Linked DNA regions of Mus musculus: regions 1, 2, 3, 5 and 6 are each linked to region 4. Evidence: chromatin contacts called from public Hi-C and HiCAR-type data. All regions are on one chromosome and are shown on one strand. Each heading gives the region's core, a stretch centred on a gene start, on an enhancer-like site or on the middle of the called end of the contact. The rest is flanking DNA. Distances are from core to core; before and after follow the strand shown. Region 1 has its middle 140 kb from the start of Gm40217. Region 2 has its middle 200 kb from the start of Gm29922. Region 3 has its middle 230 kb from the start of Gm29922. Region 4 has its middle 41 kb from the start of Gm12724. Region 5 overlaps Plpp3 (phospholipid phosphatase 3). Region 6 has its middle 240 kb from the start of Gm40217.

The links. A called contact is a pair of places that touch in the nucleus more often than the background predicts. HiCAR-type assays count read pairs that join an accessible place to other places.
Region 1: a Hi-C map of uterus shows a contact between it and region 4, with 2.3 times the contacts expected there. The contact joins two enhancer-like sites. A contact is called at or near these places in 2 of 484 Hi-C or Micro-C datasets (both in uterus), 3 of 115 datasets of contacts at active chromatin or transcription factors (embryonic stem cells, fibro-adipogenic progenitors and heart atrium) and 1 of 9 other capture datasets (embryonic stem cells).
Region 2: a contact with region 4 is called in a Hi-C map of uterus, with 3 times the contacts expected there. The contact joins two enhancer-like sites. A contact is called at or near these places in 2 of 484 Hi-C or Micro-C datasets (liver and uterus) and 1 of 115 datasets of contacts at active chromatin or transcription factors (pancreatic cancer cells).
Region 3: a contact with region 4 is called in a HiCAR-type map of fibro-adipogenic progenitors, with 4 times the contacts expected there. The contact joins two enhancer-like sites. A contact is called at or near these places in 2 of 115 datasets of contacts at active chromatin or transcription factors (fibro-adipogenic progenitors and heart atrium) and 1 of 9 other capture datasets (embryonic stem cells).
Region 5: a Hi-C map of liver shows a contact between it and region 4, with 2.8 times the contacts expected there. The contact joins two enhancer-like sites. A contact is called at or near these places in 1 of 484 Hi-C or Micro-C datasets (liver), 3 of 115 datasets of contacts at active chromatin or transcription factors (embryonic basal ganglia, embryonic stem cells and epiblast stem cells) and 1 of 9 other capture datasets (embryonic stem cells).
Region 6: a Hi-C map of uterus shows a contact between it and region 4, with 2.7 times the contacts expected there. The contact joins two enhancer-like sites. A contact is called at or near these places in 1 of 484 Hi-C or Micro-C datasets (uterus) and 1 of 115 datasets of contacts at active chromatin or transcription factors (pancreatic cancer cells).

What each region holds. Positions count from the first base shown.
Region 1 is chr4:105,454,268-105,458,838 of GRCm38.p6, forward strand. No RefSeq gene overlaps it. Among named protein-coding and RNA genes, the nearest start is that of Gm40217, 140 kb to the left of the region's middle. Within about 2 kb of position 3,079, at least 27 of the 459 cell types and tissues checked have an H3K27ac peak or open chromatin away from gene starts, as enhancers often do. A contact at or near this core is called in fibro-adipogenic progenitors and uterus, where this site is marked.
Region 2 is chr4:105,640,428-105,644,533 of GRCm38.p6, forward strand. No RefSeq gene overlaps it. Among named protein-coding and RNA genes, the nearest start is that of Gm29922, 200 kb to the right of the region's middle. Within about 2 kb of position 1,419, at least 52 of the 459 cell types and tissues checked have an H3K27ac peak or open chromatin away from gene starts, as enhancers often do. A contact at or near this core is called in liver and uterus, where this site is marked.
Region 3 is chr4:105,609,510-105,613,758 of GRCm38.p6, forward strand. No RefSeq gene overlaps it. Among named protein-coding and RNA genes, the nearest start is that of Gm29922, 230 kb to the right of the region's middle. Within about 2 kb of position 1,657, at least 31 of the 459 cell types and tissues checked have an H3K27ac peak or open chromatin away from gene starts, as enhancers often do. A contact at or near this core is called in fibro-adipogenic progenitors, where this site is marked.
Region 4 is chr4:106,193,448-106,197,966 of GRCm38.p6, forward strand. No RefSeq gene overlaps it. Among named protein-coding and RNA genes, the nearest start is that of Gm12724, 41 kb to the right of the region's middle. Within about 2 kb of position 2,259, at least 53 of the 459 cell types and tissues checked have an H3K27ac peak or open chromatin away from gene starts, as enhancers often do. A contact at or near this core is called in fibro-adipogenic progenitors, liver and uterus, where this site is marked.
Region 5 is chr4:105,199,486-105,203,957 of GRCm38.p6, forward strand. The region is part of intron 2 of Plpp3 (phospholipid phosphatase 3); the gene reads left to right. Among named protein-coding and RNA genes, the nearest start is that of Plpp3, 44 kb to the left of the region's middle. Within about 2 kb of position 3,201, at least 38 of the 459 cell types and tissues checked have an H3K27ac peak or open chromatin away from gene starts, as enhancers often do. A contact at or near this core is called in liver, where this site is marked.
Region 6 is chr4:105,552,552-105,556,798 of GRCm38.p6, forward strand. No RefSeq gene overlaps it. Among named protein-coding and RNA genes, the nearest start is that of Gm40217, 240 kb to the left of the region's middle. Within about 2 kb of position 2,635, at least 17 of the 459 cell types and tissues checked have an H3K27ac peak or open chromatin away from gene starts, as enhancers often do. A contact at or near this core is called in uterus, where this site is marked.

The DNA.
Region 1 (4,571 bases), core at 1,829-4,328, 740 kb before region 4:
TGTGCTCTTTATGCTTTCTGTGGCTGGGATGAAGGGCTAACTGAGGTGACTGTTTAACATCCCATAGCAGACGCTGGCCACCAAGCTCTCCGTGGGTTCCTGCAGGAGAGTGCTGGCTCCTCGGCACCTCCCACCTTACCCAAGTCCTCCAACTCCTGAGCTTAGCCTCCTCTCCCCCAGCTTCTTTTTCCTATACAACCTCAGCCATTTTGTCTATGTGTCCTCTTGGTTCTTGGTTCTCTCCTCTCATGGCCTAGTTCAGTCTGAAACATTCCAGATGCCTCTGGCTGAACCCTCCCTCATATTTACGATATCCAGGAATGGTCATGCTCTGATCTTCATTCATCTGCTGCTGAAACCCAGGAATGGCATATAGGAATCACCCTTTCAAGAGATGCAGCCTCTCCAAACCGTGCAGCTGATTTGACTTGCCTACAGTATGTGTGTATGAATCATTTGTTTCTGCTGGCATCTGCCACAGAAACCCAGGACAAATGGCTACTCGAGGTTCCTCTTTAACATTAATCAATAGTTTATATGGGCAGCTTCTCTCACTTGCACTCTTGGTTTTGTTTTTTATGTTATTCATTAGTATATTATTTATCATTTTTGTTGCATGAGACATGAGACAGGATAGCACTATGTAGGCCAGGCCTCAGCCTCTCAAGAGCTTGGATTAAAGACTTTGAGTCATAATAGCTGGTTCATTCTCATACCAGGTAAAATTTTCTCCTTGTCAGCTGACAGACATAATAATAACAGTAATAATAATAATAATAATTAATAATGGTATATGGAATTCTAGAAGCTGGTACCCAGACAATCATAGTAATGATAATAATAATACTGAATAATTGTTGCATAAGACTTGTTTTCCTTTATATGTATTTTCTCTCTCTCTCTCTCTCTCTCTCCCTCCCTCCCTCTCTCTCTACCTCTCTTTCTCTCTCTCTCTCTCTCTCTCTCTCTTTCTGTGTGTGTGTGTGTGTGTGTGTGCGCGCGCGCGCGAGAGAGCTTGCGTGCGCATGTGCACGCAAACCAGAGGTCATGCTGTGCTGTTATCACCCTTATTTGAGACAGGCTCTCTAACTGACCCTTTAGCTCACCACTCTGATTGGAATAGTTGGTCATGAGTGACTAGGATCTGCCTGTGTCTCTCTCAGTGTAAAGGTTATAGGTACATGCAGCCAGGGCCAGGGTTGACTTATCTTTAACCTGCAGATGGAGGTCCTTATGTTTGCACAAGAACTGCTATTGCCCACTTAGTTATTTCCCCGGGCCCTGTATTATCTCATTTAATTGTCTTGCAAATCTTATATGGTAGGTACTTGAAATATCTTGTTTTTACAGATGAGGAAATCAGATTTTTCCAATGTTGAAGCTGATATTCCAAGTAAGCCAGGCCATTCTTGATTCCAGAAGACTCCGGCACCTTTTAGTGCATTCCAAGATGGGGCCATGTGTTGTTGGACAAGACTACTCTTAGAGAGATGCAAAACATATTCATCCCAGATAAAAAAGCCAACTACAGATCAAAGTGTGAATACCACCAAAGTCCGACTTGGTGAACCAATGAGTTTCGTTGAAGTTATTTACAGTGACATAGGTGAGGGGTTACTTACGGGAGCAGAGATGACTCAAAGACAACTGTAACCTGAAAGCCTGCACTTTCTGCTTTTTCTGATTGCTTTGGTCACTTACTACTACTGTAGCTACATTTCTACCAATCCCATATATTTAAAACCCTCAACTAGTGCCCAAGACTTCATCCTCTTCAGATTTGCACCAGGAAGTAATTAAGGTTTCTATCTCTCCCATCGCAGACCATCTTTCCTCCCAGTGTTGCTGGAGGGGCACAGTCTTCCTGAGGTCAGTGCCTCTGACCCCTCACAAAAGCTGGGGATCTGGAGCTCACCACATAGCCTGTAGGCAGCTCAAAAGGCTAGAGAATATCCTTTCCAAGGGACTCAGTTGACCTTAACATCTCTTAGCTTTGCTGGTTTCCACTTTTTCCAAACAGCTTGTCTGGACTCAGAGTCTTCTTTGGAATTTGCCTTTTCTGGGAGTGACTTTCAGCAGGTCGGCTTGTTTATACTTGGGGACCTCATACCAGAGCCTTTAGACCAGATGGTCCTAGGCACCACTGCTACCTTGACCCCTTGTGAGTCTCTTTGAAATTCAGTTTCCTCATTTCTAGAATGAGAATAACCGTAGGGTGTGGGGTAGTTGTACTAGAGGTTGGGGAGATGGTACACCAGGAAAAGCACTAGCTACACGTGACTGAGGAACTAAGTTCTAATTCCCATAAATAAAGCTAGATACTGGGCATGCATACATCCCGTCACAGTGCTCCTGAGGGGAGTTGGGAGGTAGAAACAGGAGAATACACTAAAGTTTATGGACCAGGCAACCTGGTATATCCATCAGGAAACAAACAAACAACAAAACAAAACAAAAAACACCCAAGAGAGAGTCTGTATAAAAAAAAAGTGGAAGATGAGCCTGAGGTTGTCCTATGACGTCCTCATGTACATCATGGTACACATGTGTCCAGATTCATGAACACAAATGCACACATATACTAGGCCACACACATGGATGCACACATGTGCACATATATAAGCAGATAAAAACAAAAAATAAAGTAAGAGTTATGCTTAGCACAAAGGCTGGATAAATGCTTTGTAAAGAAATCAATGTACAGTTTGACTCTGTAGAAAGCTTTGTGGGAAGTGGCGGGATGTGGGAAGGCACTGGGAGTCTTCATGTGTCCCACATCACAGTCATCCCTGTCTCTCGCTTGCTGCTCACGTTCTTTCTGTAGTTTGTATTCACCACGATCCTCCTTCTTGCCATTCGCACTTGAGTTCTGGACCTTTGGCCTTGGTTTTTGACTCCCACTTGCGCTGAGCTCATTCTCTGAGGCTTTTCCTTCTGCTGAATTGGAAAAATCTCTTTTTCCTCTTGCACAACTTCTCTGATTCCGCAGCTGTGACAGCCCACCTGGCAGGGAGCTCCACTGTGGGACACTGACTGAGCTCAGCCAGGAACACCAAGACCTGACTGCCTTGGCCCAGTGAAGAACTCAGCCCTCTGATTATAGGCAATACAAAGAACGGCACTATCTCAAAGCCAACATTTTTCAGGCATTGGACAATTTGATGGTGGAGTTCATTTTCTCCTCCCATCTGGCCTGGCTCATTGTGATCTGTCAAGTAGCCTTGGGGCCAAAAGGACTGCCAGATTGGGTAATTTTCTCGGAGAAGAGCTATAAAGATGAGCGAGTCAAATGTGCTTTCAGCGTGAATCATAAATTGCAGGCACCAAGGCCAATACAAAGCACATGTCCAGCAGTGGGGGTGGGACACAGCAAGACAGAATTAATATTAGGTGTCCTGGGGCCATCACATCTCAGGAGACAATTCTATACCTGTGAAATCTTAGCATTTGTTGTAGGCATTTCAGCTTGTCTTCCAGAATGAATTCACATCACTGATATTTAACATAATAATTTGACATGGCTTTACTACTATGATGGTCCTGGCAGGTTGGCTGGAAACACAGACATATTAAGTGACAATCGCTGTATCTTATGCTAAGGGATCTGGTGAGGGAAGTACATGTTGCATGACAGGTCCTGATCCAGGTGGGGTGGGATTTGAGAAGGTGGAGGTGAGTCACATCGGAAGGAAGCAGTGTCACATGTACTAAAGAACAAGAAGAAACTAGCTAGTAAAATAAAGGAGAAAAATGAGGAAGTCCAGGGGAGGAAATAGTACCTGCAGAAACCTGGGACATGTAAGGAAATGCCATTTCCTAGTGAGACTGAGATACAGGTTAAGACACTGAAGACAAGGGTGAGATGAGCAATTGTAAGCTTTACTTTCCATATCCGTTCTACTCTAGTCCACAGGATGAGCAGGATGGAACATTCTCACACATACTATTGTCTCGCCAGCAAGAACACACGCGTGAGAAACTGGATCCTTCTGCAGCAACTTTATTACACCAGTTTCAACATGAAGAGGAATACCCCAAGCACCAAAAAGGCGCTGCTTATATACACCTTAGTGTGGCGTGTGATTGGCTGCTCTCCCAGAGCCTCATCACCACGCCCCGGGATGGGCAGTGACTTGGCACGAATTTACTCTTGCACCTGCGCACATTACTTGTTTACCAGTTAGGCACAGCGGAGGCTCATGATGGCAATTGCTCACGGCTCTCCACAGAACATGTCAACTGGGAAGTGATTCCTTACACTTCTAAAGGTGAAAATCCCTCAAGTTCTGATGACACTTAGAAACTCAACCATTGGAGATCATATCGCCCTGCTTTGTGGCTCATTCTCTGTGTGGCTCAACAGGTGGACCATCTACCCACAGCCTTCCATCTATCCACTCACACGCAGAACAGCTCTTGGGGACCATTGCAACATGACTTTGAGTCTTAACCTCAAGCCAATAAACCGCACCAGAATTTTTTTTTTTCTTTTTCTTTTTTTGTTTTTCGAGACAGGGTTTCTCTGTATAGCCCTGACTGTCCTGGAACTCACTTTGTAGACCAGGCTGGCC
Region 2 (4,106 bases), core at 169-2,668, 550 kb before region 4:
GGCAAGGGGATCTCTGCAAGTTCGAGGCCAGTCTGACCTATATAGCACATTCAAATATATGAACCTATGTGGGGGGTGTTCTCACTCAAACCTCCACAAATATGTAGATAAAAGGCAATTTTTCTCTCCACAAAATGTATACATAAAGGCAATTTCATCTCCACATTTAGTTACTAAAAATTATTTTTAGATATTTAGATTTGTATCCTAACTTACTTCAGACAATATTTAAGTGAATACACACACACACACACACACACACACACACACACACACGAGAGGGGAGGGAGGAAGGGAGGGAGGGAAAGAGAGCGGGACAGAGAGAGAGAAAGAGAGGGAGAGGGGAGAGAGATGCACAAGCACATGGATGCAGGCCCCCTTACACACACTCATACTGAATATGTGGGAACTGCATCTCTGAAAATTTTCTTGAACCCCAAACCTCAAATGGTTTGTTTAGATTTTGGTCATCAAACAAGAGCACTTGTGTTTCCCTCGCTCCAGTTGGGGGCTGGTGTGCTTTTGCACAGGGTGAGTAATGTCTAGCTCAGCCTCCGCTGTTGCAATCCAAATATACTCACGTTGTGCACTTAGACCCAGCCGGAGGAAGCTGAGACCCAGGAAGCCTGCCAGATGTTTACACTGCCTTTTCATGGAAAGCTAAGCTCTTTAGTTTTGTGTGCATATTTATTGAGCTGTGGAAAGGGATGTTTGAACAAAACCCATCCCAGGATAATGGAGGGCAAAATGTTAAGAGGTACTGATGAAATAAATACTGAGTTGATTTCTACTAAGTAATGGCCTGGCTCTCTGACAGACAGGTAACTCTTGTTTTTTGTTTGTTTGTTTATTTGTTTGTTTGTTTGTTTTGTTTTGATTTTTGATAGACACAGGACGCAGGATACTGGCTGTGGATGGATAGCCATGTGGTTTTTCAGGAAAGTCAGAATCTTCTATGAGCTATGACTTTTGAGCTCAGAACATAGGTGTAAGAACTGGGCAGTTAGGACTTGACTCAGCTTTACTCTGGACAAGTCACATCTTCTCTCTGAACCCTTGTTTTTCTCACCTATTACTTAGACTCACCACATCTTGGACTCTTATTAGACATTAATCATACAACTTCAGTGAAGCGATTAATAGAGTGCTTGGCTCTTTTCTGAAGCTTCATTCCCTGTGACTGTTGGGTCACGGTATCCTTCTGGCTTGGAAGTTCTTGGGATCCACAATGGGACCAGGCTTTCTCGGGGCCACTGCTTTCACAACCAGCTCACTTTTTCTTGGCCTCTGTTCACTTCTTGAAGCTTTTCTCATCTTTTCTTGTAGTTGTGACAACTCAGGCGCCAACTGGAGAGGAGCCTCTCTCCATGTGAATAAACATGTTGACAGGATATATGTAACTTGGACCAGGAGCTGTGGCCTGTGTAACCAAAGAAGAATTCCTGATGAGTTACGAAATTAGCCACTGGTGTTTGGACACTTGGAGGCAGGAAAATGCAAGAGTGCCTGGTTCAGGGACATTTTCTGCTTCTTTTGGTGTTGGGTTGGGATAGGCCCCTCACCTAAGAGGTCCCCTCTCTCTCTTTGCTCTGCGTCCTGGATGTTCAGATCTGTTCAAGTTCCATCTTGTTCCATCTTGTTCCACTGCCTTGCAGTGTGACCTTGAACATGAGCAGAACTACACTGAAGCTTAGGAATGCAGAATGGTGTGGTGTACCTGAATGGTGCTAAGTAATTGAAAACTGGCTTCAAATCTTAACTTGGGGTCTTGTCAGCTGTGACCTTGAACCATAACCAGTCATACTTTGTCTCAGTTTCCTCAACCTTAGGATGGCTTCTCTCATTGCAGGCTATACAGAGTATATAAATGATGATGGATGGATGGTTGGATGGATGGATGGATGGATGGATAGATAGATAGTTGGAGAGACAGACAGATAGAAAGATGGATGAATAGATTGAGTGGGTCAATACTCTCAGCACATAGCTAATGGTTAAATAATAACCTGTTCTCACTATAATCATCACAATTAAATCTTTTACCTATAAAGTGAATATTTATTTATGATCTCTCTCAGCTAAACTCAGCTTCTCTCTCTCTCTCTCTCTCTCTCTCTCTCTCCTCCTCCTCCTCCTCCTCCTCCTCCTCCTCTTCCTCCTCTCCCCCTCTCTCTCCCTCCCCTCTCTCCCCCCTCTCCTTTCTCTTTCTGTCCTTTCTGTCCCACTCCTTTCTCTACCTCTACCTGCTTCTCCAGGTCCCAAATAAACTTCCTTTTATATTAGGCCTGCGACATGGGTGATTCCTCAGGGGGAGCACTTGGCAGGGCCTGCTGAGGTGCTCCCTTCCGCTGCACCACCAATGCCATTTTATAAAATGCAACAAACTCAACCTCATTTATTTAGTTCTTTAACCTTCTAGTCACCTGGAATAATACTGTGCATTTGAGGGTGTGCTCCAGAGGTTCTCCCAGGTGCCCACAGCTGTATTGCAATTACTCTTAGCGGAGAGCTCAGAACCAGAGAAAGATGACCATGTGGCTAGCACTGTGGTGGGAGACCTGAAGCTCAAAGGCAAAGCAGATGACACCTACCTGATGAAGCCCAAGGCTCTTCAGCCTGCCCTTGCTGGTCTTCCCCAGGCAATACTTTATTCCACAGATGCTTCTGTGGGCAAAGAAAACTTTCTTATAGGTTGCTATGTCCGTGGGCTTTGGCTTCGAGTGAGTGGTTCTGGGTTTTGTTTTGGTTTTATCACGTGTTGTTGTTGAACTGTTCTGTGAGAAGACTTCTCTGCTCTGACAAGGAGTGGCATGAGGAGCCTGAGGCCAGGGCAAGGCAGATGACCACAGCTTCCCCAGCCCTTCTGAGTTCATGACCCTCCTGGCCTCTGTCCTGCCCTCAAAGAGACTGCTTTGTCTACATTCCACTGTCTTTCCCTGTAAACAGGGCACCTCAGCCCATCTATGTAACTTGCAAGAGAGTTTATAAACAAAGAGCTGCTGTGAAGCCTCCCTTTCCCTTCCCCACTTGTCCTGATGGAGCCTGGCTAAGGGACCAGGCTCCTTCCCTCTGGCTCATTGCTCTGCGATTGGTAAGCCCTCTGCAACAGAATGAAGTTTTCTAGAACTGAGGCTTTCATAAACATTACTATCAAAACCACTGCTGTTGCTTTTTTAAAAGGGTTTATATTTTTGTTTTATTTCATTTTTGATCATGTATGTGTGGGGGAGAATGAGTACCTAAAAAGACCAGAAGAAGGAGTTAAATTTCTTGGAGCAGAGAAACGGACAATTATGAGCTGCCTGACATGAGTACTTGGAACTGAATTTAGGTCCTCTATAAGAACAATAAGCTCTCTTAAAAGCTGAGCCATCTATCTTGACCCAAAGACAGTGCTTGGTATGAATTTGATCTTAACAACCCCTGAATTTTGTGACATTAGAGGACTGCATCTTGTTTTCAGTGCCTAGTATTTGAGGGACACAAAGTGGATTTTGCTACATAGTTGATGACGAGACTATATAACTTCCTGAATAAGACATAGTTTATAAAACTTCCTAAATCATGTGATGTCTTCACCAAATATCTGTAATTCTTTCCTCTTCCGAGCACATGGAGAAAGCATACTGCCCTGTCCTGTTTGCCTGTGCTGGGCATCTAACCATTCTGGCCAGCATGCCATTGGAAAGCAAGTGGCCACCAGTACAAGACCATCGAGGAATCTCTCTTTCTCTCACATGAAGATGATGCTCTGCAGGGATTCCTAGGAGTAGGACCTGTAAGATTTCCTGCTCCATGTTGGCATATCTATTAGTATTCATGCAACCATATTGTTGCATGATGGATGAACATCATGGATGAAGCTCTCCTAGCAGACACAATCTCATTGTAGATTTCTTGTCCCTCTGGCTCTTAAAATATTTCTGCCTTCTCTTCTGAGATGGTCCCTGAACCATTGGTGGGGGAATTATGTTGATTGTCAGTTGGGGATGGCAACCTACAGCCATTTTGTTCTTTACGTTTTGAACAGTTGTGGCTTTCTGTAATGACCTCTGTCTATTGCATAAAGAAACTTCTTTTCTGAGAGATGGGAGCTTTCCTTATCT
Region 3 (4,249 bases), core at 407-2,906, 580 kb before region 4:
TTTGAAGAATAACTCTGGGAAAGGAGACCCCTAAGTTTGATTCTGAATCAACCAATGTCTCTAACTGGCCCCTGAAATGCACAAATGCAGAGCTCATGAAACTGCCCAGGCTTCAAAACCCGAGTTAACAGAGAGGGTGATGCTATTGTCTGTAGTACGGCCTGAGTGGGTCATTTGCTATAGCAATGACTACAGTGCACAGAGAATGGCAGAGAACCATTCCAAGATGGAGCCTCACAGCCCAATATCCAGTGCCCAGGATAAAATCTGCCACAGTTTTACACCCCAAGGACCAGGGAAACATGACCTTTTTTTTTTTTCTTTAAAAGTCATCAGGTATCAATCAGAGATAATCCAAAAAAAAAAAAAAATGGAATGAGCAGACCTTAAATTAAGAAAAGTTTTAGAACCGTTCTTCAGGCGGTAAAAGTGAATGAACTAGAAATAAATGAATTCATAGTTATCAGAGGGAAAACAAGATTTTTAAGTCAATTTGACTTTTTAAAAATTACTATATCTTTAATCTTTTTTTTTTTTTTTTGCAGTTCATCCCCAGTGTCCAGGCCCCCTCACACCCTTGCCTTCACAGGGCATCCCCAGTGCCTAGTGCCATTCGAGCCCTTCTCCCCAGATCATGCCCACTGAACAGGGGTACGATTCCCCCTCTGATTTGTATCCATCATGCTCTTTCCAATACTGTCCTTCCATCCCTTCTTCCCTGCCTTTTTTTTTTTCTGAGCATTTGTGTTTAGAGGTTATTGTGGATGTATCGATTGGGGCTAGGTATCCAATGCTCACTCTTTTCTGCATTTTGACCACTAATGAATGGATCTCAGTGCTAGTCTTCATTTGTTACAAAAAGAAGCTTCCCCATCTACCTGGCCAATATTAATTAAAGCTTGCTTTAGTTGAATAATTGTAGAACCGGTCTTTCTTCTCGCAAATTTCAGATTGAACAGAACGTATAAAGGCTTTATGGAGACAGGGTATCCTGGCAATTGGAGGTCCAAGGAATGCCAAAAGAAAAGAAAATCATACCATGCAACAGACATCACATAAGAAATTTAATTGGGGGTGGGGGGGGTGGGGGGGGAAGTGAAAGGCCACCTCTGAGTAGGAATATAATATATTCAAGGAACTAATACATAGAGTATATATATATATATATATATATATATATATATATATATATATATATATATATATGGAGAGAGAGAGAGAGAGAGAGAGAGAGAGAGAGAGAGAGAGAGAGAGAGAAGATAAAGACACAAAGAGGGACAGAGTGAGGGACAGACAGACCAGGAAACAGAGAGTGGGCATGATGGTGGGGACCCTTTAAAGGGTACTCTTGTGGAGTTTGGTGGCTGGTGATGTCATAGCGGCTGGCACTGAGGCAGTCTGGGAGAGCACCTGGTCTCTAACAGATGCAGCCAGAAAGTCCAAAGAATTCACCAAGAAAATGCAACCAATGTGTGGTAAGGAAATCAGATCGATTTGAGTCCAAGTTTTCTGGATTTCGATGTCCTGTATTAGCCACCAAAGCCCAAGATAAGTCGTGACTTCCTGGGGAAAGACAGAGGCCAGGGAGTCTGCTGGGAAGAAAGCAACATGTGCTGGATCTCGGAGCTGACTCACCCAGCATCTCCCCACGCCCATCTTCTGCTGCTGGGTCCTGACTTTCCTGTGGCGCCTGATGTATGTTTTTCTCTGAATCACAGTGGGCTGGGATAGCAACACAAGAATTATGACAAAAATGTCCCTATGGGGGAAAAAAGATGTCACTGTGATTTTTAGGAAGCATCTGGGGAGGAGTTACAAAATCTTTGAAAACTTGGGGGTCAATTTTGTTATGGTTAAAATAATTCTCTCTCTCTCTCTCTCAACCTCCCTCCCTCCCTCCCTCCTTCCTTCCCTCCCTCCCCTCTCTAACTTCCTTTCTTCTTTTCCAAGGTAATAAGTAACTTTTCTGATCTAAGGTGGAAACTCAGAGATTAAAAAAAGTCAGATTCCTTGGACTTTTAGGAATATTTGCTTAACTTGGGTAGAGATGTAAAAAGTCTCATATTCCAAGGACTAAGAACTATCCACCCCCACCCACCTCAAAGTGAATCAGAATTTGCAGTTGTATTATTTGTCCTCAAGGCCTAGGAAGTGAGGAATCCAGAGATGAATTAAGGGAATAGATCTTAATGAGAGAACTTTGTGCATGAATACATAGAGTGTAAAGGCTGTCTCTTTTACAGCAGCTGGAAAAAGAAGAGAAGGTGGAGGGGAAGGAAAGAGAGGGAAGAAGAGGAGGGAGGGAGGAAATAGGAATAGAGGGGAAACACTATTCTCACCATTGACTAAATGAGGCCTCATTTTGTAGACCAGACGCTGGAAGGGCAGATCTATGGCCATGGAGAAGGTGGGAATTCAGAAAGTAATACAATATCTGATTGTCTAGTCTCAAATCCTGAACACCGGAATCTTTAGAGGTTCAAGAGCATAGTAATAAAGGCACATGGATTATTTTACATGTCTGACACTTGAAATAGTGGTACTTTTAGTAAAATCTGGCATGGAGAAGGGCTATTGTTATATTTGCAAAGGCCCATACTCTTGTTAATTCTTCTGGGTTCTATTCTGTTCTCTGAGAAGCCACACTCCTGCTGTATGCTACACATGGTTCTCTGCCTTCTCGACTCCCACTATACACAACAGCAATAAGACTGCATCACCGAGCCAAGGCCAGTTGGTGTTTCTCTTCTAGATTTCCACATCTCCTAGTGCTGACCTTGTCAAAGCACGGTCCATTCATACTGTGATGGCGCTCCATCTCTCCTTGTATCTTCCACAGACTGTAAAATCCAGCACCTCGCTCCTCTAACAGCTGGGGTATTGTTCTCTGAACCTTAAGCTTACTGAGGGTGCAGCCAGAGAAAGGGCAAGTGTGTCTGTTGGTACTGAAAGCTTTGCTCCTACCTCTCCTGTTTCTTCTCATTGTTCTAGAAGAATCATTTGCTTCTCTCTGTGGACACTTGGCCTTTCTTCCCCAGAACTGGTCTTCCTTGAGCTCACCATGGTGTTTTGTGTTCTCAGAGCTAGAGGTCACATGGCCCACATTGTAAACTCTCTTCTGTTCCAAGATACCATGAAACTACATAGGATGGTGAGCTGGGTACCAGTCTAGGAGCCTCATGGAATGCTCTCTGAGCTGTGTGAAAAGCAGATGATGCCACCTGGCTATGTAATTCATTGCAAGGATGCAAGGCAGGTACGAAGTACTTGGCATATGACTGCCATCAAACATTAGGTTCTGCCTCTCTGACTCAAGGGTTTTTCCAGCATCAGATTTTAACACTCTAGACTCAGAGTCTCCAAACACTCGCTGTGATTCTCGCTGCACACTTATTCAAATGTTTCATCAATTTTCCTTTTCTTGTTTAATTCCCTTTAAAATATGCATTCTATCAGTCTGTTCATTGTTTTGAGCTGGAGAGTTTATTTGGAATAAGTTTACCTCTGTTCTCAATATTAACGAGCTGAACCTAGACTGGGTTGAGAGTGTCCTCTTTGGTGGATATTGTTCTCTTCAAACATCCACCAAATTCTTAAACTCCATTGAGGAGGCAAAATAATTTTGTTTCTATTGGTTATATTTATTGATATTGGAAACTAAGACTAAAAAAATCCTAAAGTAAAAGTGTTTACTAACTTTAAAGAAACAATAAATATGTTGCATGCTTATAACACTGGCATCTTAAGACTTTTCTAAAAACAATTAGCAAGAAATGTGACATTGTTTTACATTTTTTGCAAACATCTAATGACAGATTTCACAAAAGACACACAGGTCCTCTGGCTAGTTCTGCAGTCTGACTCTAAGCAAAATGTTATGTGTAGTCTATAAAGAAAATCTAACCTCACACAGGTAACGACTTACATAAGGATTACAATTGCTTTACAATCATTTTTAGATAATTTACAATTCTTTGAGAATAATTATGAGTATTCTTTAAATCTACCCCAAAATGTGACAGGTGGTAAATTTTCACAGATTTGTTGTCACCTGAAATCTGAAGCTACAAAGATGAGCTTTTTGTGCTCAGCTGCAATATAATCTATTGGTGTCCTTTTTCCTTTGAAGGGATTGTTTTGCTCATATATAATTTTGTAACAGCATGTACTGGCCATATGGAAAATATCAGGGAACTGAATTATGTAGATCTTCCAAACGTTGACTTATTTCATTATACAATGTCAAAAA
Region 4 (4,519 bases), core at 1,009-3,508:
ACAAGCTAACCCAGCCAAAATCTCTCAAGACTGTCCCAGACTCACAGGTTCACCCAGCTGACTTGAGGGTACAGGAAAAATGACAAGTGGCTATAGTTTTAATGATTTGTGTATTTGGATAGAGGTTACAATGCAGCCATGAATAACTAAAATGAAGTAACTTGGCTAGAGCCATGAATACATCAAATGATATCCTTGTACTCAAGAAGTGTGCTTTCTGGCAAACACAGAGATGTGTAAAGAGTGGAGGGAAATGAAGGTGGAGAAAGGTAAGGCTAACCGTGAATGCCAGCGAGATCTTACAAAAGACCTTGGCCACATGTCAAGAGGCAACAAAGAACATCTTGAGAGGGTTTGAGCAACACAGTAGTATAAACAAACTGTTATTATAAAAAGGTCCTTTCATAGCTGTGTATGGAGCAAGAATTGTGGTGTAGTTACCATTGAAAATGTGATTTTAGTATTGTCATTGTGAAACCACAGAAGTCTAGATTATGAGGCCAGCAGAGAAGATGGAGAGAAGGGAAGGTTGGAGAAACACACAGGACATAAGGTTAAAGGAAGTTGGTAGTCGTTCTTGTTTGGAGGAGGAAATGGAAGAGCTGCATCTGAACACAGACTGCTTGTTCGTTTATTGAATGGCTACTTACTGAGGGCTCACTTTATGCCAAGCACACTGTGCAGGTATCAGGGGAGACCATTGTTCCGAAGTTAGCTGTCATTATTTGAATGTGAAATGTCCTCAACAAGCTTAGATGTTTGAACATTTCGTCCCCAGCTAATGGGGCTGTTTTAGTAGGTTGCAGAACCTTTGGGACCCAGGACCTAGCCAGATGATGTAGGCCTTGAGGGTTCCATGCCCAGGTCCTGCTAGAACTCTGTCTCCTGGTGAGTGACGTGTGAGAGAGAGCTTCTGCGCATTCCCAATCCTGTGACTGACTCACTCCAGCCACCGTACCTTACTTGCCGTGATTGATTGAAACCCTGTTAACTCTGAGCCAAAAGGAGCTCTTCCTCCCATAAATTGCTTCTGCCAGGTAGTGAACCTGGATATTTAAAGAACTCTGAGCAAGCACATCGCAGAGATACCTGCGCATTGATGTTTTCTGCAACACTACCCATAATAGGGAGGCATCCATCAATGAAGGAACAGATGACAAAGATGTTGTGTATATACACAATGGAGTTTGTTTTAACCATGGCACAGAACAAAGTTATAACATTTGCAGGAGAGTCAATACAACTGCTGATAATCACAGAGCAAATTAATCCTGCCTCAGAAAGACAAACATCATGTTTTCTCTATTTTGTGTTTCCTAGATTTTATATTATAGGAATTATGCATGTATCTGTGGCATGGAAGTAGAGGGAAGCTGACAAAGGGAATAAAGGAACCTAACAGGACAAGAGGGAAGAAGAAAAGGAAGAGGATATGGTGGGAGACTATACTCAATTTGTATGAAATTTGTATTCGTATGAAAGTGCCCTTATATAACACAGCCCCAAGTACAATCGATGAAAAATGCTTAACTAAAATAAATAATCACATGGGCATCAAGATAAACCTGCAATTATAACTTGGAACCTATGGCAGAAGAAAAGTAATAGGAACATTTCAATTGCAGTGGTGCAGAAGTCTCTAGAAAGGGATCCCTAAGACATGAAATCTGAGCTGAGACCCAACAGATGAGGATGTGTTAGCTAGACACAACTGGGAAATCAAGGCATCGAAGGAAACAGTCTGTAAGAGCAATTGGGCTCTCCCAGACATCAGTGGCAATGTAAGGTAAATAGAAGAGTGGAGCGATGAGTGACAGACAGCACCAGAAACCAAGCTGGGTAGAGCTGGATCTGAGCAGGCAGTGCCTGTGGTCCACATCAGAGACTTAGACTAAAAATACAGAGTGTGTTTGGGAAGTGACAGGAGACGTTCCTGTAGCTAACTATTCTGCCTCCCCGTTGGTGGACAGAGGTACCACTCCAGATGTCTGTCAGTCGGAGCAGCAGATCTGGAAGGTGTCAACACCCTGTGGGAGGGGAGGGCTAGGGTGGAGGTCTCCAAAGACCTTCCTTTGGATCTGTCCAGAAAACATTGGAAATGGAAATCTAAAGGTGGCCAGAGAGAGCTGGCCTGGAGACTGGCAGTTGTCAGTGTAGGAGACACAGCTGAAACCAATTCCCCAGGGAGGACAGGAAAATGAGAAGAGAACCCACAGATGGAAAGTCCTGCAGGAGCTGAGAGAAAGTCCAGATGACTCAGACCAGCATGTGATTGCCACATCTCCAGCTTAGGTAACACCCATCGATGCTGTGGATGGACAGGAGTCCAAGAGAACACTTTACAGCAGGGGAATATAAACATTCCTGGGCCCTCTCCGTGTCCTAAGGTTAATATTGTTCATAAACTTGACTTGTCACAGACTGAAACTTCAGTAATAAATAAAGATACTAACTTGATCTCTAAGGGAAAAATCTGAGCTGGTCAAAATAACCTTTTCCCCTGGTAAACAAGATGAAGCCCTAGGATTGTGCAACAGAGAGAGTGGCCAGCCAGTGTTGAATGATGTCATACGCTATAGTCATGACAAATATGCCACATTTTATGCAGGAGTGTGATATGTGAAATAGGAATTGGGAATTAGGCCCAATGACTTCTCCCAGTGTCACCATAGATGGCCTCCACCTAAGCAAAGCCATCTGTCTCTATAACTGGGCTTTTTCATCTACAAAATTAGAAACAGTTCCCTCTAATTAATTTTCTAGCACTTATTCTTATTGAAAATAATTTTATACAAGTGACATGTACTATATATACATATATATAGTATATAATATGTACTGATCCCAATTTCTCCTCCTCTAACTCCTTCTAGATCCTCCCCCTTCCCTCCCACCCAACTCTATGACCTTTCTTTCTCTCTTCAGAAAACAAACAGGCCAACAAACAAACCAGAATAAAAATAAAACTAAAAGAGAAAAAAGGAAAAACATCAGAAACAGAGAGAGAAAAACCATAAAAACACAGAATCAGAAAGCATGATATGCACACAAAAGACCAGTAAGGCCAAAAAGAAAAAGAAAAAGAAATTCCCAAACAAATGCTATTGAGCCCATTTCCTGTTGCCATCTTCTGCTAGTCAAGAGGTCTGCCCTTCAGTGTGGTTTGCGTATCCAGTAAGTCTCCACTGGAGAAAACTAATTTGTGCTTTGTGAGTGGTTATCACCTGGAGATTAGCATCTGAGTTAGGGATGTGGGTTTGTGTCCACTTCCCTCCTAGCACGGGGACTCGTGCAGACCCTGTGCATGCTGGCATAGTCTCTGTGAGTTCTTAGGTGTGTCATCCTTGTTGTGTCTGGAAGACACTGTTCCTTGCTGTCTTCTATCCCCTCCAGCTCTTCTTTCCTACTCCTCACACAGCCCCTGAGCCCTGCCCCTTGGCTTTCCTGTCTTCTATTCAAAGACAACCGGTAAGAACAAAGACAAACAATTCTCAATACGCTTCCACAATGTGCCAGACCTATACACATATTACATGGGAAAACTCTGCTAATTAAGGTTGAATTCTACCATTGACCAGATAGCCTTCTGAGACTTGGCATAATATGGAGGGCCCCCTTCATTGGCAGGACTTCCCTTCTCTGACCTCATCTAGGGAACTCAAACCCCTTACCACACACCTCTACCGGCAGGATGTCATGTAGCTTTAGTTAGATCATGGATTCAGCTTCCTTTCTCCTCGTAAGAACCCATTCAGCTAGCACCTGAGATTCCTGAAATGCTTCCCCATGCTAATGAGGCACTCTGGTACCCTAACCCTTTAGCCAACAACTTTCGCCCATCCTGGATGTTTCCACCCTCGATCCTCCAAAACTTCATAAGCCTTGAATCATCCCCAAGTAAAGTTGGTCTGACTCCCTGCAGCTGGTCCGGGTGTCTTAATCACTGTACATACTCACAGGGCTTCCGAACCCAGCCCTGTTCGTCCCCATCTCTGCTCCCTTTGCCCTCGTGGACCGATATAGGCCAACAATCCCTGGAGGCAGGGAAAGCCACAGCATTAGCTTATTAAAATAAGGTAACAGAATTCCCATGACCAAAGTAAATACCATTGCCAGTTTAAAGAGAGGAAAGCCAAAAGTAGAAAGTGTGTTATTACAGTAGAATTGATGTGGGACACACATAAACCTGGTTTTAGCACGTCCATCAGCTCATTGTCACAGCACTGGCATGCTTCACTGTTCTGCTGTGTGATGCTGGAGCTGGACCGCGGATGAATTCCCTTTGCCCAGCACAAGTGATGCTAATCTCTGTCAACAGAGGACCGTTTATACATTGTACTTGGGAGCGAGTGTATATATGTGTGAGTGTGTGTGATACATGTGCACGTGTGTACAGGGGGCACACACGCCCATGTGTATGTGCAGACAGCAGATGAGGGTGTCCAAGGTCTTGCTCTATCGCTCCTTATCACTGAGTCAGAGGTGGTGATAAGTGCTGGGTGTACATTCGTTCATTTCA
Region 5 (4,472 bases), core at 1,951-4,450, 990 kb before region 4:
CTCCCTTCCCTACAGGCCTTAAGCAAGCTACTTCCCCTGGGAGACCCAGCTGTGCAAAAGTATTCGTCCCAAAGAAACTCTGACTTTGGCACCGCACCATCTGGCTGTAAAAGTGAGATAGCCAGTCATTATCTCCCTGGGCTTATTTTGGCCTTTACATCAAGTGCTCTCCCATGTGTGACCACTGTGATCCACGCTTTCTTTTTCTTTTTTTTTTTTAAAGATTTATTTATTTATTATATGTAAGTACACTGTAGCTGTCTTCAGACACACCAGAAGAGGGAGTCATATTTCGTTACAGATGGTTGTGAGCCACCATGTGGTTGCTGGGATTTGAACCTTTGGAAGAGCAGTCAGTGCTCTTAACCACTGAGCCATCTCACCAGCCCCCACGCTTTCTTTTCTGCAGTGCTATGTTGTCTGTGGGGTAGCTTTTCTTTGTGTATTCTCTTATTGGCCCCTGGTAGTCATCCTGGGAGAATGAACATTAAGAGCCGAGACAACTGAGGCTAAGGATAATCAGTGACTTCCATGTAACTAGCTAAGTCAGGGCAATCGGCTTGATCCTACAACCAAGGCTTTCAAAGTCGGAACACCTCTGCTGGCCTCTGCAAATCTGCCCCTCTTCCACAGCTATTTAGCAGGCCTCTAGTGTACCAGGGGTGGGGTATTGATGGTGAAGTGCACACTGTTTCAGGGGACAGCCAACAAGTGCCCCATCTCAAACAAGTCAACAGTGCCTTCGCTACTCATTGCCTTGTAGTGGGATTCCTGTCTAGCTTTGGTCCCTCCTGCTGGGTGACAGGTTTCCTGGGAGACCGATGCCAGGTCTTCTCCTCTGATGGAACGAGAGGCACTGAGTAAAAACCTCAAGCAGCTATCACTAGGAAGCATCCTTTTGGCTTCCTCCTCCCCTACCTTCCAAAAATCCCTGAGAACGCCCAGTCTGCCTACCTCTAGTCCAGTAGTTAGTGTGCTGGTTTCTCCTGTTTACAACATTCATGTTCTATTAGCTGCACAAGGTAGGGATTGATTCAATATGACCTAATATTGTTAGTTCAAGACTCAGACTATGGAACTTTGTATAAATGTATAAAAATGACCAAGTATGCTTTCAATCATGGACAGAAAATCAAAAGCATTGGTCCTGAGATGCCCAAGGATCTTGTTTATTTCCCAAAAGTCTCAAATATGCTCCGTGTGGAACATGGGAGCGTGCTCTGTGCCACATGCAAATTTCTTACTGAAGAGACAAGAAGAAGAGCTTAGTACCTCCAGGACTTGTTTATTCAGGATCAGGCTTCAGTTGGTCCACATCTGGACTTCATTAGGTCTCCTCACCCCCACCCCAACCTCCCTTTATCTGTAAGAGGTCTGCCAAGAAAACAAGGTTCCCCAACATTGCTCCTCATTAAAGGTTAGTTGAGTTTTCAACTGAAAAAAAAAAAAAACCGGCTGAAGCTTGTGCTGGCCCAGCAGTGAGTTTAGTGGGAGACCCAGTCCCCCAGTTTACAATCCACTCCATCTGTGCAATTACCAAGACCACCAACAGAGAGGCCACATTAATCCTTCAGTTATGTTGTCCCCTGATCAAATGGCTGCAGAGTTCTTCGGAGACCCTCTCATCCCTTGGGGCTGGTGGGAGGGGGCATCTATTTGTGATTTAACAAACAGGCATTGACCGCCTCTGTCTAGGGTTTCGTTTGTTCCCTCTCCACCGCCCACCTGTGTCACTCCCAACTGCCTGGAAAGAGATGAGGCTGGCAGCAGTTCCCTTCTAGCTACGCACAGACCTTGGGGTACATGACTATTTGAAATCAGTATTTAGGATGAAGCTGACGAGTCTCCAGTTTAAATAACAGCGTGTATGGGTCTGAGGGACAGAGTCTGTGTGAGTCAGCGTGTAGCAGGCGGGGACAGAGTCAGATCCTTTTATGAGCTCAGGGACTAGAAACGAATTTGCCTTATCTTAAATGCTCTTCAGCGGCTATATGAAGTAGGCATTATTTTCCCCATTTTATGAGTGAGTGAAGACATTGAAGCGTTCATAGGAGAGTGACTTCATCCAAGGTTACTGTGCTGAACAAAAGTGAAAGTGGGAATTAAAACTTGGGTTTGCTTAAAAGCCCAAGTGTTCTAATGAAAAAAAAAAAACATTTTTTTTTAACCTCCAATGTATTTGGAGCCATGTAGAGTTTTTGTTGTTGTTGTTGTTTTTGTTGGTTGTTTTTTTTTTTTTTTTTTTGTCTTTCTTTGGTCAACTATAAAAACTTTGAGTTCTTAGTCTTAGAAAGTTACATGTGTGAAGACCAAACACCCAGGCCAGCAGGCAAGTGATCACAGGTGAGAGCAGGTAGTAGTGGTTTGTGTGAGATGATTAGAATAGAGGAGACAAGCTAAGTGCAAGGCCCGAGACTCAACCCCCAGTATGAGAGAAAAAGAAGAGGAAGAACAGGAGGAAGATGGAGACAACTACCTACTGTGTGTGGAAGATGCTTAGTGGGTTCTTCCCTCAAACCACACAGTCATTGTGGTAGACACTGTGGCTGAGGTATAAGATGTGATTTTGCCCTTGAAGCATGTGGTCTAAAGGAGAGGCAAGAGAGTTCACCAGCAGTGCTGTTAAAGCTCAAGGAGGGAGACGGATTAGGCAAAAAACAAACAAAGAGCGTGGGTTCTAGGGATGAGAGCGCTTTAAGGAAAACGCATGTCAAATTTTTCTTCTGCTTGGGACTGAGAAATAAACTGAGGAAATCTACTGTTCTCCCCTTCTGCTTCTCGGTGACCAAGGGTAGAGGCTGTGAGGTCTGCAGTCCCTGGGATCTCAGAGAAAGAGGGCTTTGGGATCTTTTCACACAAAAAGACTTGATAGTTTTTAATGAGCATGTATCCTATCTGATGATCAGCAGGCTCTCACGCTGCTGATGCTAGCACCACCCTCCTGTTTGTGGATAAGGAGCCAGGTGTAACATAGAGAGCCAGGTTTAGTGTGCCTGTTACTCCGGGTACACAGGTGAAAATGCCTGAATTTGGTGCCAAGACCAGCTGGCACTTGAAGTCCTCCTTGAAGGGGAAGGATGGGATTTTCATCAGAGATCCTGACTTGCAGGAGAAGGGGGATTTCTGTAACAATGGAGGAGATTTTGCAACTCTAGGGCACTGGCAGGAACTGCAAAGCAGACCTGTTTGGCTGGAGAAACAGGGAAAAGGGTGAGGACGAAGTTCAGGTAGACAAAGAAGACCGGGGCATGACTGTCAAGGTCTCTGGTGGTGAGGAATTTTCACTTCAGTTAATTGCTAGAGAGCAACAAGAATATTGTTCTAAGTTAGCAGGGTCAGTTTTTTAACTATGGTAAGAATGAAGCCTGAACCCTCGTGGTGGCAATATGAGAGGAACTAGAGGGGGAAAAAAGATGACACAAGGGATCTGTGGATAGTTGCTGATGGTGGTGAGTAGGGAAATGGAGGGGTCTTAAGGGTCTGGGTTTTTGTTGTTAGGTTTAGGGGCACATAGACTAGAAATACAGGGGTGAAAGTTGTCTTGGGGGGAGGGTGGGGATGGGTTAAATCTTAAACTCTGATCTACTAGTATCAGTTTTATGTCCATTTGGGTGAATTATCAGAGGCCAGGGACAGGATTGATGGGAGGGGGCCCGTTCGTCCTTAGGAGATCATTTCATCTTCACAGAGCATTTGAAGCAGCTAAAATCACAGCAGAGAGCCAGGGATACCACTCTACGAAAGAGTAAAAGCCAGGTGTGGAGACATTGGAAACGGAGAGCGTAGCTTGGAAATAGGAAGAAACGCACAGTGGTACAATATCAAGGAAACCTGACAAATTCAACATGAAAGAGGACTGTGAAGTTGGCAGCCTGCAACACTCTGGAAAGAGCTGCCAGGAGACTGGCATGAACTGGCAGAGTATCTCTTCAAGGAGGACTTTGGCTGGGAGCGCTTGCCATTTGGGAAAATAACTGTACTTCAAACCATGTTCTTCAGGAGACCTGTGGGCACAGGGCAGCCACTGATGGCTGCAGCCATAATTGGCTTCTGAGGTTTCTCTCTCTGGCCTCTTTGTCATCTGTGTTAGAAGTCAGAGTTGTCACACCCACCACTGTAGCCTGAGAAATGTCTGTGACGTATAGCCTTTCTCAGGCAGCATGGCACTGAAGTGCCAAAATGCTGGAGACAGCTGAGTGGGAATTTTCCAATCACTTAATTCTACTCAAGTAAAGATCTGGCCATTTCCTTCTAACAGATGGAACATTTGGCTTCAGAGAAAATTCAGCTCCATTCCTGATTCCATCTTGAAAGGCAAAACCCAAGCCTATTATATTTTCCCTTAGCCTTGAGACTGAGAAAAAAAAAAGAAAAAGAAAAAACAATTCTCCATCGCCAAATGTTTGTTGACTGAATCTCTTCTGGCGCAAAGAAGTTCGTTAACCCATATACACATGCGCGAGGTCTGGGGG
Region 6 (4,247 bases), core at 1,385-3,884, 640 kb before region 4:
TTGGCAGTCTTCCCCCACAAGGATCTGATAGTGTATCAACCTCTACACACCATCTAACATCTGTTGCAAAGCATTCAATTCTGTTATAGTAGGAAACAGCTGTAGATTCTATATGCTGACATGACTGTGTTTTAATAAAACTTTATTTATAGACACTGGACTATGAATTGTACACAGGTGTCACAAACAGTAGTGTTACTTTTAACATTTAAAAATTTAAAAAACATTTTCTGTTCACAGGTTTTAAAAAGTAAGCAGGACAGGGGGATATGTGAAATATAGTTTACTGATCCCAGGACCAGTTAATTATAATAAGAATAATAGTAACAATAGCAATTTACTACTATGTGGTAAGTACTATATACTTTTTATAATCTATTTTTCAAGTGATAAACGAAGACTTAGAATGTTCATTTGGGGAGTGGTACAAAGTTAGTAAATAGATGAGCTGAAATTTGATTACCTAATCTGCTGATCTCAAGCTCTGGCTCCCTTGTCAATGGCCTAGTCTCTCATCAAAAGCATGCAGTTTCATACTAATCTGTTATTGAATGACTCATGGTTAAGATCTGCAAGCTTGAGGACCGGGCATATGTCTCAATGGGTAAAAGTATTTGCTATACAAGTCTGATGTCTGGGTTTGATTCCTAGAATTCACATGGGAAAAGTTGAGAAGTGACTCCTACAATTTGTTCTATGTGCTCACCATGGCAAGTTCATACCTGTTCTCTCTCTCTCTCTCTCTCTCTCTCTCTCTCTCTCTCTCTCTCTCTCTCTCACACACACACATACACACGCATACACACACGCACATGCACACATGTGCAAACACACACATGCACCATATATCCACATAGTAATAATTAATATAAATTAAGTTAATAAAAATAAGAAAGACTTCCAGGCTTGGTAAAGAGAACACTGCTAAGAATTAAGAGACTTGAGTCTTGGCCTTACACATGCCAATAACTCTGTTCTTCAATGATCTTGTGTGTGTGGGGGGTGTTCTTTAATTTTCTGAGTCTAGTTTCCCTATCTATCACATGCAGGGACTGTATGAAACCAGTGGTCACCACTAGTTTCCTTGGGCAGTGGTGATTTTCTTCTTTAGGATCACTCATGCCTGCAGGACTGAGTACAGGCATCCAGTGGGCAGAAACCAGAGATGTGGCTGATCATCCCACAGTGTGTCCAACAGCCACACGTGGTGGATAATTCTGTCAACTTGACAGCTCACTAGTGAGATCTACCTTTAGATATGTCTGCCAGAACCTTTCCAGAGAGGATTAGCTAAGCAGTCAAACACTGCTCCCAGGCCCCTCTTCATGTGGGCAGCAGCACCCCACAAGCTGATGCTAGCATCTTAGGCTGTACACAAAGGGAGAACAAGAAAGCCTGCTGAATGCCAGCACTGCCTCCCTTCATCCTTTCCCACTGGAATGTAAGAAACCCAGCTGTCTCCTGCTGCTGCCACCAAGGATCAGATAGGATCACCTCCATACCTTCCCTGCCTTGATGGATCAGAATTCTTCAAACTGTAAGCCCAAATAAATCTTTCCTCTCTAAGTGGTTTCTTGTTAAGTGTTTGGTCACCTAACAAAAGCTCACCCCCTAACCAAGAACTGTTGTAAAACAACACTAGTGTTCATGTTGTGAAACCAAGACTTGGTCCTTCCACTTCCAGAAATCTGAGTCTTTAGAATTGTTTTTCCAGAAATTTATCTAAAATTCAAATGACTTCTTGTTTCTGAATCACACGTTCCTCCTTTGTGAAACAAAACAAAACAAACAAACAAAAAAAAAAACTAAACAGCGTAACCCTGAAGATTCTTTTGGCTTTAAAAGTATCAAGCCTGTGATTAACAGGGGAGTAGTGAAAATAAATGCTATGGTTTTAAATCTAAGATAATGCAAGTCATTTTACATTTTTGTCTGATTAAAACCAGTGCTGAGCAAGTCCTTAATCCCCACAGGAGAAGTTTGCAAACTTGAAGCCTGTCGTGAACTGAACCCAGTCTACAGATTCTTTTATTTATTGTTATTATTTTTATGGCCAATAGTGTATGTTAAAATTTTGTGAATTAGGGGCCAACAATGAAAGATGGAGTATATCCAGTAAAAATACAGACTTTCAACCTTCCTTCCTTCCTTCCTTCCTTCCTTCCTTCCTTCCTTCCTTCCTTCCTTCCTTTCTTTCTTTCTTTCTTTCTTTCTTTCTTTCTTTCTTTCTTTTGCCGGAAGACCTATAAACTCTGGCCTTCATTTTTGCATGACAGTGGTTAGGTCAAACTAAGAAAAGCTGTCTTCTAAATTCCCAGATCACCAGAGATCTTGCCTCACAGGTTTGGATCCCACCTGATTACTTTTCATTTGTTTCTATCACCTACCTGAGTGACCCCTCTACCAAGAGATTTACTATTTGTATTCTACAATCAACAGTGAGCATGTGGAATACCCAGAAACGCACTCCCTAAGCACTTAGAATTGTGTAATCTCAAAATAAAATAAATGACGTTAAGTGTGTGAGTTGAGTCCAAGCAGCCAAGGGGAGGTCAGAGTAGAGAGAGAAGGCTTTTCGATGCCTGTGTGAAACAAAGTGCTGAGATTTAATGACAGTGTGAGGCAATGGTGTTCTGTGTCTGCCAACTAGCGAATTGTGGTCCCGAGCTAGCTTATTGGGAGTGCAGTGAGCTGATGGGGCACTGGCCAGTCCCATTCTCACTGATGTACATGTACGTCTGAATCATCACACTTGTTTCCTGGAACAACATTTCATGTGCTGCTTTAACGAGGATTTGGACAATAGATTCATGAGATGACTTGGAATAGCTTCCCGTGAGTGAGATTCCAAATCTGGAGCCGTTGATTCTGGAGAACAGATGACTTGGGAGGTAAGGAGGGGCTCCCCCCAGATACTGGCAGCACTGTCTTGAGGGAGAACAGGTAAGCATCATGCCTTCCCACATCTCCTCAGGCTTGCCTTGAGCTCATTGTATAGCCTGATACCCACTGAAATTCTCTAGTCTCCCAGTGTTGGAATATTAGGTGTGTGCCACCATACCTTAACTTAGATGGGAAGCTTGGACTGTTGCCTGGCTGTATCTTACTATTTAGAAAACTGGATCTTCTATGCAGGTCAACATTCCAAGGGGGATGTATAGCTCTGTTGTGTTCGTTAAGAACCCACATATGTGCACATTTAGGCCCAGCTTCCCTTTTTGCTACTGTGAGCTCTTGTTGACGACTTACCTCCTCACAGCGGTACTCTCTTATTTGTAGATAATGGGGGTGTCACTCTTCTGTTATGGTTATTGTAAACACTAAAGAAGACATTTTATGTAAATGTACTTGTCTCTGGGCTTCTCAGCACTATTGACATTTTAGGTTAGGTATCTTACTCTTGTGGGAGGCTGATTTGTGTATTATGGTATGCTCTGTCCTCTTCCACATAGCGGTGACAATAGAAATTATCTACACACTTGCCAAATATCTGTTGGAGACACAATTTCCCTCTCATTGAGAGAAATTAACTTGTTTTTAGCTGACAGCTGGTGCCAAATGCTGGATATGCAAGTGAGGCCATCTGAGACCTGCAGTCAGTCAGTTTCCTGGCAGAATGCACACATATGAATGAGCCTGCCAAAACAAAACAAAACAAAACAAAAAACCAAAAAACAAAACAGAAAAAAAACACCAAAACACCAAAAGAACCATCTGCATAAAACTGTGAATCTTAGATGTCATTTATTATACCACGTTCACATTCGTTCTCCCTTCCTGCTGTCCTGGCCATGTTTCTTCTTCCATTTGCTTCTCCAGTTATTTCTCCATTCTGCTTTCTTATTACATCAATGCCTTTACTCTACTTCCTGACTCTCTTAAGATCTCTTCCTTCTCTCTCATTATCCCCTATCTGGAATCATGACCTAAAACAACACACATATATAAATATACATATATATAAATATATACATATAAATACATACATATATACATATGTCTATAAGTAATACAAATGTAAAGACACACACACACACACACACACACACACACACAACTTTAAGTCTAGGTTCTACCTAATCAGAGAAAAGATGAAGCATTTGTCTTTCTGAGCCTTGTTTATTTCACTTAACACTGTGACTTCTAGTTCTAATCATTTTCCTGCAAATGTCATGACTTTTGTTTTCTTTTTGGCTGCATAAAACTCCATCGTATATATGTATCACACTTTCTTTACACATTACTCT